Linked DNA regions of Mus musculus: region 2 is linked to region 1. Evidence: chromatin contacts called from public Micro-C data. All regions are on one chromosome and are shown on one strand. The core of a region is the stretch at or near the end of the contact, and the rest is flanking DNA. Distances in the headings are between cores, read along the strand shown. Region 1 overlaps Nup98 (nucleoporin 98). Region 2 overlaps Rrm1 (ribonucleotide reductase M1).

Region 1 (7,546 bases), core at 1,610-4,109:
TATTTAGAAGGCAAATTACAATTGAGAGGCAGGGGTAGTGTGGAGAAGTAGGTAGTGGTAGAGAGAATCTCATTCCTACCTGACTGCTGTGCCAGACAACAGGCCTCACTAATCCTACTGCCCGTGAGGTAGCTGAAGACAGCCTCTACGGGACTGTCTCTGCGGGTTAAGGAGACTTCCTCTTCAATCTGAGGTGCAGCGGTATGTGACAGCCAGCGGGAAAAAGCTCTTCTACGCTCCAGAGTCTGAATGTATTCGCTGGGCTCATCCAGCTGGCCGTCAAGCTCCTTCAGGTGGCCCCATAGGGCTTCACATAATGTCCATGTCAGGCTCCAGTGCTTCACAACTAAGAAAGTACAAAAACCAATGATTTAAGGTTTGGCAGTACCTCTTGAGAGGCCATCATTAACGGTGGTGCAAAATATATCAGCACAAAAACCATTCATTTAAGTTTGCCAGCTCATTTCTCCCAATTTGTTCATCTCAATGTATAAGCTGCACAACTATAAGGTATATCTGCTCACTCCACGTGCCTGTGACACCTGTGATACTTAGGTAACAACCTGACGTTCCTTTAAACAAATTTCCTTAGCCTAATTATGGCTATTAAGTGTGATGATCAAGAGGAGATCTTCTAATTTGACCAAACTTTGCTACAAAATGCATTTAAAAGTTATTTTATGTGTATAAATAGTCTGTCTGTCTGTCTGTCTATACAGCATGTATGTGCAATATGTCCACTGAGGCCTGAAGAGGGCACTAGTTGGAGTTAAAGATGGCCATGACTCTCCATGTAGGTGCTGGAACTCTTTTACCATTCACACTTGACTCCCCACAACAGCAGCAGACTGCATTAGCATTCTCAGAGACATCTGGTAGAAATACAGCCACTGCTAGGCTGCGTCCTGCAAGTTTACATTTGAATCACACACACACACACACACACACACACACACACACACAACCATACACAAATTAAATATAATGCAGGGCCTGCCATACGAAGATGCTAAAACATTTAGAGAACAGATAGCTATTTAACAAGAGGTGCTAGCACACTGCATATTTCAGTGTTGGAGGCTGAAGGTAGGGTCCTATACCTCACTTTGAATCTAATCAACTCAAAATGAATCAAAGACTTTAAGACTTGACAATTTAAAATTAAACAGGAAAACACTGGTTAAGTGCTAAGATACAGGCCTAGGTAATGCCTTCCTGCAGAAGACTCTAATAAACAACAAGTTGTTTTTTTAAACTATTTCTATTAATTATTATTATTATACATACTTAAGTAAAGAGCTTTTGCACTGTAAAAAATTTAATGGTGAAAAGACAGATTATGAAATGGGAGGACAGAAATCTTTGCAATCTGTTTATTTAACAGAGGATTAATAAAGCAAAACACACACACACACACACACACACACACACACACACACACACAAATCAGTAAGTGGTTAAGCAAATGAGCCAATACTTTCCAAATAAAGTACAAATCTTTAGCCATCAGAAAAATGCAAATCAAAACTCCTTTGAGATTGTAATTCACTCTAAGTGGAATGATTAACATTAAGAAAAAATAAAAACCAAACTATTCGAAAATTAACAAGTACTGATTGACAGTGTCTAGAGAAAAAGGAATTTTTTTTTTTGGTTTTCCGAGACAGGGTTTCTCTGTGTAGCCCTGGCTGTCCTGGAACTCACTTTGTGGACCAGGCTGGCCTCGAACTCAGAAATCCACCTGCTTCTGCCTCCCAAGTACTGGGATTAAAGGCGTGCGCCACCGTGCCCAGCTCAGAAAAAGGAATTTTTGTATTTTGTTGCTGGATATATAAATTAGTCTAGTCACCATGGCAACAAGTATGGAGGTTCTTGAAAAAATTGAAATGTTTTATGCTTTAGCTATATGACTTCTTACTCCAAAGAATGAAAGTCAACTCATAAAAGATAGCAAACACTGTGAGTGTAGCTTGATTTCCAGCAGACAAGTTAGGGAGTCAGCCTTGATCTTACAAGCCTTTTCAACAGAGGACTAGATAGACAAAGTGCAGTCTATATTATATGGTGGAGGTTCACTGAGCCACAAAGAATTAAGCTATGGCATTTGCAGGTAAACTACGGTATTTGATGGTAAGCAAAGTAAGTCACTCCAAACAAAACAAAATAAAACTAGTATCCCATGTCTTCTTTTCTAAGTGAAATTTAGGAAACAAGGAAGTTAAAAAAAGACAAGCTGTGCTTAGTGGGCTACACAAAGCAAGCCTGTCTCAAAAAACAAAACGACAGACTGACAGACACACAATGAGTAAGGAGACCAGTGGGGATATGGAAGAAATAAAGTTAAGTAAAGGGAAGAAAAGGGGGTGAGTATGATTACACACAAACACACGCATATCATTAGCACATGTCAATAACGATAAAGGGCAAATAACTGCACAGCTCCTGAGGCACTGATAGCTATAAATCTAAAGTTCCTGCACATAACAACAAACAGAGTTACTACATGTCCTTGGTATTTGTCAGTTAAAGGGCTTCTTTTCACTTACTCTCATGTCACTATTATTTTTAAAATCTAATTAAAGGCAATTTTAGAGGGGGAATTTTTTTTCCCTTTCATAAAGATGATTTGCAAAACACATAGTTAAATATCTTGGTTTGAAATAAAAGGAATACAATTATCAAAATCTGAGGGTTTTGACTAGCTGTGGGTGTTTGAGGAAGTATTTATAAACTACAAGCCATAAGAATGATTAAAGACTCATAATTTCTTTCTTCTTGTTCCAGATGCACTGCAGCACTGTGTAAGCACAGGAAGTCATCTGACTTCCCGGAAGGAAACGCGCGCCATGTTAACCTGACTCCTGGGACAAAGGTCAGAGCATGGTGTGTACTTACTTGGTAGTTCCAGGAAATCTCCAGGTGAGTCCTTAACCCAATCTGCATAATCATGAATGACTGAAACCCCAGGGTTGGGGACAATGAGAGGACACAGCTCATCTACATGGACAGTGCTATGTTTTAATTTGAGCTCTAGAGGTGTCTGGTATAACTGCAGATCTTCATCCAGCTTCCTCTGTCTTAAGCCGAGTTTTTCCAAATGAACTTTGAATGGGGATTCAGATAGACTAGAAGAAACAACAGATGAGTAAAAAAATGAAGACAGCTGAAATTTCCCTACAACCAACCTATGCTTTATTTCTGACTTCCAACAGAATAAAAGGCATTTCACTGAAATGTTTGTTTTCTGAGACAGAGTTTCATGTAGCCCAGGCTTGTCTTGAACATGTAACTAAGGATCATATTGAATCTCTTCTTCCTGCCTCCAGATTCCTCCAAAATGATGGGATTACAGGCATGCAGGCACGGGCCACTATGCTGGGTTTATGCTGTGCTGGGAATGAAACCTAGAGCCTCATGCATACTGTGTAAACACTGTACCAACTGAGCTACACTCACAGTCCTGAGAACCTAATTCTATTTTTATAAATGATTGTTCAAGACTTATTTTTATGTATTATGTGTATTTATTGTGGTCAGGGGCAGATGATGACTGTAGAATCCAGAAGTAGGTGTCAGATACTCTGGAGTGAGAGTTACGAGAGGTTATGAGCTGCCCACAGTGGGTGCTGGGAACCAAACTTGGGTCCTCTGGAAGAATAGGAAATATTCTATACAGTGTCAGTTTCTTAAACCTTAAAAAGACTAATGAGGTCTATTAAAATAGTAAGAACTTTATATTTTCCAACATGTGTAAAATTAGTGAACAATAATTTCCAAGTGGCCAATGCTATTGTTTATAAAATCATGGATGAGTAATGATACAAAGTGCAAGATAACCAATACATTTTAATGCAACAAAGCACAGCTCGGTACAAAAGTATGGGAGTCAGTAATTACTTGCTTCACGACTTATGTGGACACTACAAGATCTAAACATCAAAAGTTATATGTAGAATGCCTGGTTTACAAATACTTAGGTGTCAAAAGTTATGAAGGTAAGTTTATACATACCAAATATTTTGAGATACATCTCATGTAACCCTAAACTTGATATATAGCCAAGAAAGACGATGAATTTCTGATTCTCCAGCCTTTATCTCCTAAGTGACTAGATTATATGCATATACCAACACATACGGCCTGATTCTAAATTACTTAATTCCTTTGTTTGTATCTGCTTTAAATTGTTGTGCTAGAGATTGAAGTGAGGGTCTTGGGCATGCTAGTTCTACTGGGCTGTATTAGCACTTGAGTTTCTAAGAGAGCTAACTTGTGAACTCTTCTGCCTGTCTCTAGTGCTGGGATTATACATATGTACCACCATGCCCAGATAGGTTACAAATTTAGATGAACATGAAGCCAGTCTGAACTTAATACAATTTTTAAAACTGATATTAATAATCTCCAAAATAATACATATCTAGAGTCAATTAGTAAATTTAGAATGGATTTTCCTGAGATGTTCATGAAACTGATGATCTTTATTTTTTCAAAATCAATTAAAAAATTAATAAAGTATTCATATTCATTTAATCCATAGTAAATATACACAAACTTATTAGGATTATAAAAAATACATAAGAAAACTGTACATATTTGGTGTAAATGCAATACATTTTGTATGATAATTACCAGAGGACTTAATTGTAGGGACTACATAGGAACATATATGATACTATGTACATAACATATGAAATACTTATACTTGGGTTAAAAATTTATATAGAGAGATCAAAAAGCAGGGTGCTGACCTTGGGTTTCTTGATAACAGAACAGCCCCAACTATAATGTGGACATTCCCCCAAAGCATCAATAAACATAACTCACGATTTAACAGCTACTGGATTGGGCAGGAATCCATATTCCATAGAATCGGCAACCTGATGATTTTCCAGTTCATGGGAGCCATGCAGTTGTTCTCCACTATTAGCAAGAGTCCAGTTGGGACCCCAACCAACCCGAAATGAACGTCCCATGAATAGGGCCATGTCCATCAAGAGCTTCCCCTTGCCATATGTAATGGATTTTTCAAGAGGGACTAGGCCTGGTTGCCTTCGTATCCCCACTGTTTTTAGCTGAACCTCAGGGGCTGGGCTGGGCACTGTGAACACAGTGGCCAGGGGCAGAGGGACAGACCAGGGGGATGTGGATGGGATGTTCATGCGAGATGATGTCCTGGGAGTGCGACATTCTTGCACGGAGGCACTTGGTGAAAGAAAAGTTCCACTTGCAAATTTTGATTGCAGCAACCCACCAACTGAAACAAAGAGGAAAAGATGCTAAACAACACAGTTTGTTTCTTCATTAACAACAAAAATCACTAAGGATGAAGATATCCAGACAGATTTTACAATAATCACTTTTCTTTGGAGCCTAAGTCCTAGAACCTATGAAGCCAGGCTAGACCCAGAGATCCACCTGATTCTTCCTCCTGAGCGCTAGGATCAAAGGTGTGCACCACACCTGGCTATATATAGTAATTATCTTTGTTGTTGTTGTTTTTCCAGATAAGATTTCTCTGTATAGCCTGGCTGTCTTGTAACTCACTATGTAGACCAGGTGGGCCTTGAACTCTGCCTCCTGAGTGCTGGGATTAAAGGAGTATGCCACAATATTTACTCAAAAATATTTTAAATTATGTGTATGTTTGTGGGTATATCAACAGGACTGTAAATGTCTGTGGATGCCAGGTGTCCAATGCTCCTGAACCAGGAGTTACGGGTGGTTGTAAGCTGCCTGATAAGGATGCTGGGAATCAAACTTGGGCCTTCTTCAAGAGCGGTATGAGCTCTCTACCACTGAGCCATTTCTCCAGTCCATTGATAATTACCCTTTCAGATGTGAAATCAAAGCAAGAGTTTTAATGATTTTTATAAAGAAAAAACAAAAACAAGAATCTTTGAGGATTATGTTAATAACAATATTAAAGACAATTATGTGTACACTTCCCTTTTCAGTAACATTGATCAGGAAGCCTTATTACTACCACTCACATTTTAAAACTGAGGTAATTGGGCTTAGAGAAGGGACTTTTCTAAGTCCACAGCGCTATCAAGTGGCGAGACTGGGTGATGTGCCTGGGTAAAACTGTTCTTAAGGGTCATATCCTAACTGAAATCATATATGCAATAAAACTATTGTAAAAATGATGGATGCAACTGGAGACAATAACATACAGTGAGATAGATCAGTTCTAGAAATACAAATATTACAAGTTTTCTCTTATTTATGGATCTTTGATATTACACATTTCCTAATATTATTTATGTACTAATGACATGAAAGTAGAAGAAAAATTGTCTGGGGACCAAGAAACAGGAAAGGGCAAAGTAAGTGGCTAAGGGGATGGAGACTATGCTAAAAGGACATTATAATGGCTAGAGAAGGTGGCTCAGCAGTTAAAAGCATTCCTTGCTCTTGCAGAGGATCTGAGTTTGGTACCCAGTGCACACACAGGGGCTCACAACTAACCGTAACTTCACTTTTAAGAAATTTGACACTCTTTTCTGACCTCTGTAGGCACTGCATGTACCTGTCACACATACATGCATGCAGTCAAAAAAAATTCAATACACATAGATAAATCTAAAAATTGAGTTTGTATTTGTACAGCCTTATGTATAACTAAAATACAAAACCAGCTTGGTGATGGTGGCACATGTCTTTAATCTCAGCACTTTGGAGGCAGAGGCAGGCAGGGAGTTTGGGACCAGCCTGGTCTACAGAGTGAGTTCCAGGACAGCCAGGGCTACACAGAGAAACCCTGTCTCAAAAACCTCAACATCAGAAAACCCAAAACAAACAAACCAACAAACTAAAACCACAAAAAGTCCCATACAGATGAAAACTGAAGTGCTGACATGTAATGTTCAGTGCTAGGTCTGAGGAAATGTTATTAAGGGATGCTTTAACAAACTAAAGTATTTTTTCCTTGGGATAGAGATAGGCTCATAGACTGCTCTTCCAGATTACCCGAGTTTAATCCCCATCAACCATGTAGTCGCTGACACAGAAATACACACAGGAAAAAGCATCTATACACAACATTAAAAAAAATTTTTTTTTTTTGAAATTGTGATGGTTTGTATATTCTTGGGACAGAGAGTGGCACCACTGGGAAGTGTGGCCTTGTTGGAATAGGTGTGACCTGGTTGGAGGAGGTGTGTCACTGTGGGTATGGGCATAAGATCCTCACCCTAGTTACTTGGAAGTTAGTCTTCCACTAGCAGCATTTGGATGAAGATGTAGAACTCTCAGCTCTGCTTGCACCATGCCTGCCTGGATGCTGCCATGCTCCCACCTTGTGGTCATGGTGTCTGTTCACAGCAGTAAAACCCTAACTAAGACAGAGATGCAGAGATGAAGTCTTGCTAAGATGCCATGCTCATTCTGAACTCTAAATCCTCCTTCCCTAGGTCTCTAAGAGCTGAGATGAAAAGAAGTACCCCAGAGTGCAGGCTTCTATTAAAAGTCAAGTTTCTGTAAGTGCAAATATCTAATATGTTTTAGAGATAGCATTTTGCTATAAATCTCAGGCTGAACTCAA
Region 2 (7,546 bases), core at 1,792-4,291, 340 kb after region 1:
GTGTGAGGCCTTCTGTGGAATTACAGAGTGACTTTCTTACTTGCATGCTTTTGTCTGTCTGTCCTGGGAATCGTGGCCAAGAAGATTACCCTCGTGAAGGATTTAGTGCGCTGCAGAAGCAGCCTCATCCCCTAAATGGTTACAGGCTAAGGCAGGCGTGTGCTCTGTACAGACCTGCAAGCAGTACACGTAAAAGTAAATACAAAGAAACAAAAAGATTTGCTATTCCAAAGAGGCAACATTCCTATTTCAGGGATGAAAAACTCAAGCATTTTTCAGGGTGCTTTGTAGAGGAGATAAAATTACAAGTTTTTTTAAAAAGATTGGTTCATAGGAATACATTTAAAGATTTTAATAACTAGTTTTGTAACTGATCACTTGGGAATTTTAAACAAAGACTGTCTAGTGTTCTGGAGTTCTTCCTAATAGCTACGTTTTCTTCCCTTGCAGGGTTTAAAGACTGGAATGTATTACTTAAGGACGAGGCCTGCCGCTAATCCAATCCAGTTCACTCTGAACAAGGAAAAACTGAAAGATAAGGAAAAGGCACTGAAGGAGGAGGAGGAGAAGGAGAGGAACACAGCAGCCATGGTGTGCTCTTTGGAGAACAGAGAGGAGTGCCTGATGTGTGGATCCTGAGAAAATCAGGGCCTGGGAGACGCAGCGGGCTCTCCTGCCCGCCGAGGCAGACGATTTGAGCATAGATAGGATAGTGGGTTTGCTTGGTTATCAGCAGCTCTGCTTGGACGTGCCTGCCAGGACAGGGAGCCACGACTTACAGTACTGTTTCTACACAGTGTAAATATCATTTTTAACAAACAGAAAACCAAAGCCAGCTTTGATATTAGGAATCAAAGTAGAGGCTTTGGGAATACTAAAGAGCCTTCCTGCAAATTAGTGAGGAGACTTAGGAAGTCTCGTCTCTCCAGCTTTCCCTGCCTGGCCATTCTCAGTTTGGGCAAAGAGATTTAGTTTGATTTGACTGATTGCCTAGAAGTAAAATCAAGCAATTACTCATCAGCTAAAGACCTTTGTCTAGACAAACTTCTATAGGTCATTTTGAAATAAACATTTCTAAGTGATTGTGTGGTACTAAACTTGTCATCTATTATCATACAAGACAGTTTAGGGGAAAAAACCCAAAAACCCAACATTTTCTGTTGAGTTCAGAGAGACAAACTTTAAAGACATTTAGATTGTATAGATATCTAGTGTTAACATATGCCCTTTCCTGCCCCAGGATGAAATCTTGTTAACATAAAATTGACAGTTTCTTTCATTTATAATTTGATTCTGTGGCATTTAGTTCATTCACACTGTTGTATAAACTGTCATCCACACCATTTCCAAAACATTCCATCATTCCAAATAGAGACTCTACTCATAACCACACTTCTTACACCTTTTTGAATATGTATTCCTCATACACATAATGCAGTATTTGCACTTGTATGGCTTGCATGATATCTAGATACATCACAGTGTGATACGCTGTCCCTCCATATGTGCACACCATCTTGTATCCATCCTGTCATCTGTTCATGAAACTTGGTTGTTTCCTCCCTTTAGATAGGGAGAATAATGGCTGCCATGAACATTGGTCTACAAATATCTATTGGATTCCTGCTTTTAGGTTTGGTGGTTCTATACAGCAAAGAATTGCTGGACTATATAATTCTGTTTGACTTTGAGGAGCTATATTTGCAGCACCATTATATTTCTATAAAAGTACTAAAAGGCCTTATTCTGTCTTCATACCTTATAACACTCGATTTTCATATTTTTGATAAAGCCCTTCTATGAGTGGGGAATTTCCTGGTCTTGTAGATTGACTTGTTTCGTTAAACCCGAGTTTTGGGGCATTTTCTCCCTTTAGTCATCACATCCTTTTTTTCCCTTATGAAACTCATAATAAATCTGCTTTACGTAATGGTGGCTATGAACGGCCTTTTGGCTTGTCCCCTTCCATCTTCTGCTCCCTAGACTCGGTAATTGATTTTTCAACCCTTGAGTTTGTTGATTCTTGCACAGGCCTGCTGTTTAGTACCTCTAGTGAATATTTCAGTTCAGTTTTTAGCTCCTAAATTTGATGTTTTAAAAAATCATTTTTATCTATGTTGGTAGTATGATGTTTGTAATTGATTTCATTTACTTAATTCGCCCATATTTTGTATTAGCTTTTAGTTTAAGACAGCTGGCTTGTTTTGCTCTGTGACTGTAGTCTCATGAAACTTTGCTGGCCTCAAACTTCCTAAGTAGCTGAGGGTAACCTTGAGCCTCTGACCTTCCTGCCAATGGCTCCTGAGGATTCCTGCACTCTACCTACTGAGCTATTTCTCTAGCCTGAGGCAGTGTTAATGTGTTGGGCCAGTAGGGCTGAGACTTGGTTGTTTGAGGAAGTTTCTGCTTGTTTTCTGTCACTGGCATGCCCTGTGGGTTTGGTACTGAGAATTGAGACTGATTTGTAAAGAGTCCGTTCTGCAGATGAGATTCTCAGGCCTTAACTGTGTGGTCCTGAAGCCTCAGTTTCCTCAGCACATATTTGGATTATGCATGGGTAAATGTTTCCTTGAAGTTCTAGAGCTGTCCCAGTCACCCCCCCCCCACCCCACCCCCACCCCCACCCCCGGCTTGGTTACAATAAAGGCCTGCAGAGCCAAGGCCACTGTCTTATTTGTCTATAGAGAATCTGTGGTTGGGCCAGTTATTTAGGGAGTTCCAAGAAACTAAAGAGATGGGAGGACTGTTTAATTTGACCTGAATGAGCAGAAGAGCTTGGGGCCAAGGAAACAGTCTAATTCAAATTCTATACAAGGTTATATTACTCCACCCAGTTTCCAGGGTTAGTCAGGTTTATAGGTCCAGAGTCTGTGAACGAAGGGGAGGCCACATTCCCTTGAGTTAAATCTTTATTCCTTGCCTTTTACAGGGTGATGTGTTGTGTCCTGCATGGCCTCTGTAGGGCCAGCAGGCATGGGCCTCCCTGAGTGTTGATGGCTGTTGTGAGCATGGGGCTTATTTGATTAGTAATGCACAAAATTTTCATTTTCCTCCAAGGAATGTCCTCCCTGTTAATGTTACTGACTCCATGATAATCACAGACAGCATGAGTCGGGAGGAAAAGGTGTGGCTAATGTCTCAGCGAGCCATTAAGGCTTTGGAAAAGAACTCTAAAAACATGAATTTGAAAATATGTTTCTCAATATGCAAAAAAATACAAGGATGCAATATGAATTGTATAAGGGACTTCACATATCTAAAGGAGCAGAGGTAGCCGCACTAGGAGCCAGCTATCAGAAAGAAACTAAGGAAGGAGATAAGAGATTTAGGGAGTGATCACAAGGCAAGATCCCACCCAGCTAAGGTTTTGTTTGTTTATGCTTACAAATGTAGGCAGATTCCTGAGCTCAGGGCCAGCCTGGGACAGAGTAGTGGAAATGGTAATCTCAGACACATGCAGAGAGCAGCCTGGAAAGCCATCTCAGCAGAACAGAAGCCACCAACTTGGACCCACGATTTGACTTCAAGTTGCCTGTTTTGCTCTCAAACACCCGTTTTCTCCGGAACTAGACCAAGCTGAGTGACATATACTGGGAAAGGAAACATATCAGAGATCACCATCAGTTTGGTGATGTCTACATCTTTATTCAACTCAACCTACATGGCTGTGTAAAAACTAAGAGAATGACAACAGTCTTATAACTGGGTGGTGACTCCAATCAGATGTTTATTTTTTATTTTTTGCTTGCTTGAAGGAATTATTCCCTGGTAAACGGTTACTGGTGTGAAGACAAAAGTCTCTCCTCCTTAGTCTTAGTAAAGGCCACCAGAAGCATGTTTGCTTACAGTGACAAGAGCAGCAACACATTCTCACTCTTTTAGAATATTTTACTGGTTATTATATATTATTTTAGCCAGGGTCTCTATGTTGTCCTGGCTGTCCCAGAACTTGCTATGATCAGGCTGGCTTAAACTTCAGAGAACCTCCTGCTTTTGCCTCTCACCATGCCCAGCCTTAAGATTTAAGAAAAATGATGTGTAGGCATGTGTGTTGGTGTCAGAGTGTGTGCGCATTGTTCGGCTTCCCACAGAGGCCAGATGAAGCCATCAGGTCTCAAGCTGATCTCGAGCTGGGATAATGGTTGTTAGCCACCTGATGAGTGCTGAGAAGTAAACTTGGGTCTTCTACAAGGGTTCTTAACCACTGAGCCATCTCTCCAGCCTGTAGTAATAAATATTTTAAAAATTCCCACACAGGGTTTCTTCCCGCCTTTTACCATTTATGTTCCCGGATGAAAGACACACACACACACACACACACACACACACACAGCCTTATAATTTTAATATGCCTTAAGCAGTATAATACCTGGGCAGATGCCTACCCTCCATGTTGTTAGAATCTACCTCCTTTCAAGTTATTACTATGTTTCATCTGGGCTGCTCTTAGCTCCAATTAGGCAACCCTCTGGGCCACGTTCTCTGAGCCCCTAGCCCATGGTGGCTCTCCTCCCTCCTGCATGTTCTTACTCTCCCATGGCAGCTTCTTCTCTCTCCTGCCTTGTGGTCTCTTCCCTTAGGTCAGGGAAACCTAAACCGCACCTATGTTTGTGCTTCGCAGCTATTGACTCCTGGCATCTTTACTTGCCAACCAGAATTAACTAGGGGCAGGGTTCCTCAGGCTATGTGCAGATTCCAAATCTTGGAGGCCAGCACTTAGCGTTACAATAAACAGTAAAAGAAAACCTCAACACTAGCCCTTCATCTTATTCATCAGCTCTGTGTCATAATTTAGTTCCCACAAGACTTCAGTCAGCTTTTCCTTCTATAGACAGAGCTGATACATTGATGATATTGCAGATCAGAGTGGTGTTTGTAATTTAGCAAGAAGTAGACAATTTCAGACTTATTGGCATGTCTATGTGCTGAGGGCCATGCAGGAGGGAGGACAAACGGCTTTAGAACTCAGGGAATGCAGCCCACGGGTTACCACAGTCACATGAGTGAGCCTCGGTGTGGCATGTCCCTGAGGACTCTATGTCCTGAGGACTTTATGCTGTTCTGGAGTTCTGCTCTGCTTGCTGCCCTCACATCCCTCTTAACCTAAGAATTGTGTGAAAACTCTAAGGGGGTTTTCAGTCCCTCACTGGGCAGCGTCACTGGCACTCATAATAATGCTTGATCCCTTCCAGGCGTTGCTGCTGGAGCAGGTTAATAATTCTATCACCACCCTACAGAGGAACCTGGAGAAGCAGATCGTCAACGGTGACTACCACCCTTGGAAAGCATTTGGAAAAGTAAAGTTGTTAGTGAGGCTAGGTTGTGATGTTTTTCCTACTGGCTCTAATGTTAAAAAAATATTAGGGAACAATATGAAGTTCAGAAAGCCACACTCTTATTAGTTAAGCAAGGGACCTTTTATGGTCAGGGAACAAGAACAGTGGCAGCACTGGCTGACGTGAGTCTCACTGAGACTGGGCAGGTGATGTGGGAAGCCGAACAATGCGCACACACTCTGACACCAACACACATGCCTACACATCATTTTTCTTAAATCTTAAGATTGGGCATGGTGAGAAGCGAAGGCTGGAGGATCTCTGAAGTTTAAGCCAGCCTGATCATAGCAAGTTCTGGGACAGCTTTCTTATACCCGTTTTGCTCTCAGCTTCCTGATATGATTTGTTAAGAATTGCTGATGAGTAGATATACATTTTGAGGATTTAGAATAGATATGACTGATTTTTATGTAAAAGTTTAGATTTGTGATTCTCTTAAGATTTTACAAGATTACTTTTAAAGATAAATAATAAAAAATTACTCCTTTCTTTGTAACCACAATTTGCTGCCTGCCAGTAAGAGAAACTGGCTGAGAAAACTCCCTTGCTTGCTTACACTTTGTTCTTCTATAACAAGTTGTTTAGTTACGATTGTACATGGGTTTTAGGGAATAATTTATTTTCTTTACCTGTACTACGTAATGTTATTTCTTGTAAAGGCATTGGGAAACACACTGATTTTCTACAGTCATTTACTAGAAGAAAGCTTAAATGTAACCACATTGTAATTTTATACTGCTTGAAAAATTTTGCTGGGATATACAAGCTATGGAAGAAAGAAAAAGTATGGTGGCTGGAACACTGTTTCTCCCATCCATCAACTCTATGTGTATGTGTGAAGTTTGTGTGAATGAGGGCTGGAGCATTGTTCCTTCCATTCATCAACAGTGTGTATGTATGCACATATGTATGTATGTATATGTTTGAAGTTTGTGCGAATGAGGGTTGGATCATGCATCAACTATGTGTGTGTGTAAGGTTTGTGTGTGTGGTAGGTTGGAGTATTTCTTCCTTCCATTCATCAACCATGTATATGTATGTATAAATGTAAAGCTTATCAGGGTGTGTGTTAGAGTTTGTTCCATCCACCAATTGTGTGTCAGTCTCTCTGTATGTATGTATGTATGTATGTATGTGTGTGTGTGTGTGTATGTATGTATGTATGTGTGTGTGTGTATGTATGTATGTATATGTGTGTGGGTGAAATGTTTGGAACCTGCTTGCTGGAGCTTTGCTGTAACCATTCTATGTGTAAATGTGTATATGTCTGTAAGTCCATATGCATGAATGTATGTGTATGTATGTACATACACAAGTATGTTTTTGTGTATGAAGTTATTAGACTCTGTCTTTTGTTTTTTCCACTTAGCGTGTGTGTGTATGTGTTTTCTCTTTCCTTCTCTCTTTCTTGAGAAAAAGAAGCTAACTTCTTTAATCACTGGCTGCCTCAGTTTATCCTCTGGTGCTAAAGCTGGTCTTTGGAATCTATGGGCAGGAAATGAATCGGGTAAAAATTCAGAGGCCTTCAACATCAGTGAAATTTCCCAGGATCCTGTGATATGAGGTAAAGGAAAAAGTGTACCAGACCTCTTTCATAATCAAGAAAAGGGTTCTATCTAAATAGGCTTCTGGATTTGGGAGGCAAAGTACTCATTTGGGTGTGCTAGTCTAACCTGATTACAGAGTAACTGAAAAAGCTGTTTGTTTTATATGTGTCCAGGAACAAGGGAAGGCTCTCCACAGATCCAGGATGCGGTACAAATTGCTGTACTCCTTGGTCCCTGTGATCCAGCAAATTCAAAGATGATCCTGAAGTCACAGACAGACAGAAGATAACTGCAGCCTTTGGCAGGAGGCTGGAGGTGACCCACAGCAGAGGACCTGGATTGGGGGTAAAATCCTGTCATCCTTTGGGTGAATATTCTTTTGAGAAACAACCTTTGCCGTGGTGGTGAGCCTAAGTAGAGGCTGGACATTTAACTGTGGGTCACGAAGTTACCATTTAGCATGGATTGCATATCACGAGTGGGCTATTGTCTGACTCAACAAGCCATAATCCTGAGCATGCACAGCATTTTGTCATCAAATGGAAGGAGCATGTATAAAATTGGACTTGAGCAAGCACTGAAGGCACAAGCTGTATGAAATGGCTCTCTGGTCACGGTCCCTGCCCCTGCCACACTGACTTCTTCCCAATCTATATCTAGAGC

The links. Hi-C and Micro-C count contacts between places; a contact is called where the count stands out from the background.
Region 2: a Micro-C map of embryonic stem cells shows a contact between it and region 1, with 2.3 times the contacts expected there. The contact joins two enhancer-like sites. A contact is called at or near these places in 12 of 39 promoter capture datasets (the C10 cell line, the HPC-7 cell line, HPC-7-derived erythroid cells and 8 more), 1 of 15 datasets of contacts at CTCF or cohesin (stem cell-derived epiblast-like cells), 32 of 484 Hi-C or Micro-C datasets (the G1E-ER4 cell line, differentiating embryonic stem cells, embryonic stem cells and 10 more), 6 of 115 datasets of contacts at active chromatin or transcription factors (effector CD8 T cells, embryonic stem cells and extraembryonic endoderm stem cells) and 3 of 9 other capture datasets (adipose tissue, embryonic stem cells and liver).

The regions. Positions count from the first base shown.
Region 1 is chr7:102,129,737-102,137,282 of GRCm38.p6, forward strand. It overlaps Nup98 (nucleoporin 98), which reads right to left. Exons shown (of 33, transcript NM_001287164.1): 23 at 4,828-5,257; 24 at 2,896-3,125; 25 at 80-346. Among named protein-coding and RNA genes, the nearest start is that of Chrna10, 17 kb to the left of the region's middle. Within about 2 kb of position 2,860, at least 11 of the 459 cell types and tissues checked have an H3K27ac peak or open chromatin away from gene starts, as enhancers often do. A contact at or near this core is called in embryonic stem cells and induced pluripotent stem cells, where this site is marked.
Region 2 is chr7:102,467,845-102,475,390 of GRCm38.p6, forward strand. Rrm1 (ribonucleotide reductase M1) reads left to right here. Exons shown (of 19, transcript NM_009103.3): 19 at 451-1,927. The coding sequence ends at 639. Among named protein-coding and RNA genes, the nearest start is that of Olfr543, 6.3 kb to the right of the region's middle. Within about 2 kb of position 3,042, at least 10 of the 459 cell types and tissues checked have an H3K27ac peak or open chromatin away from gene starts, as enhancers often do. A contact at or near this core is called in embryonic stem cells and induced pluripotent stem cells, where this site is marked.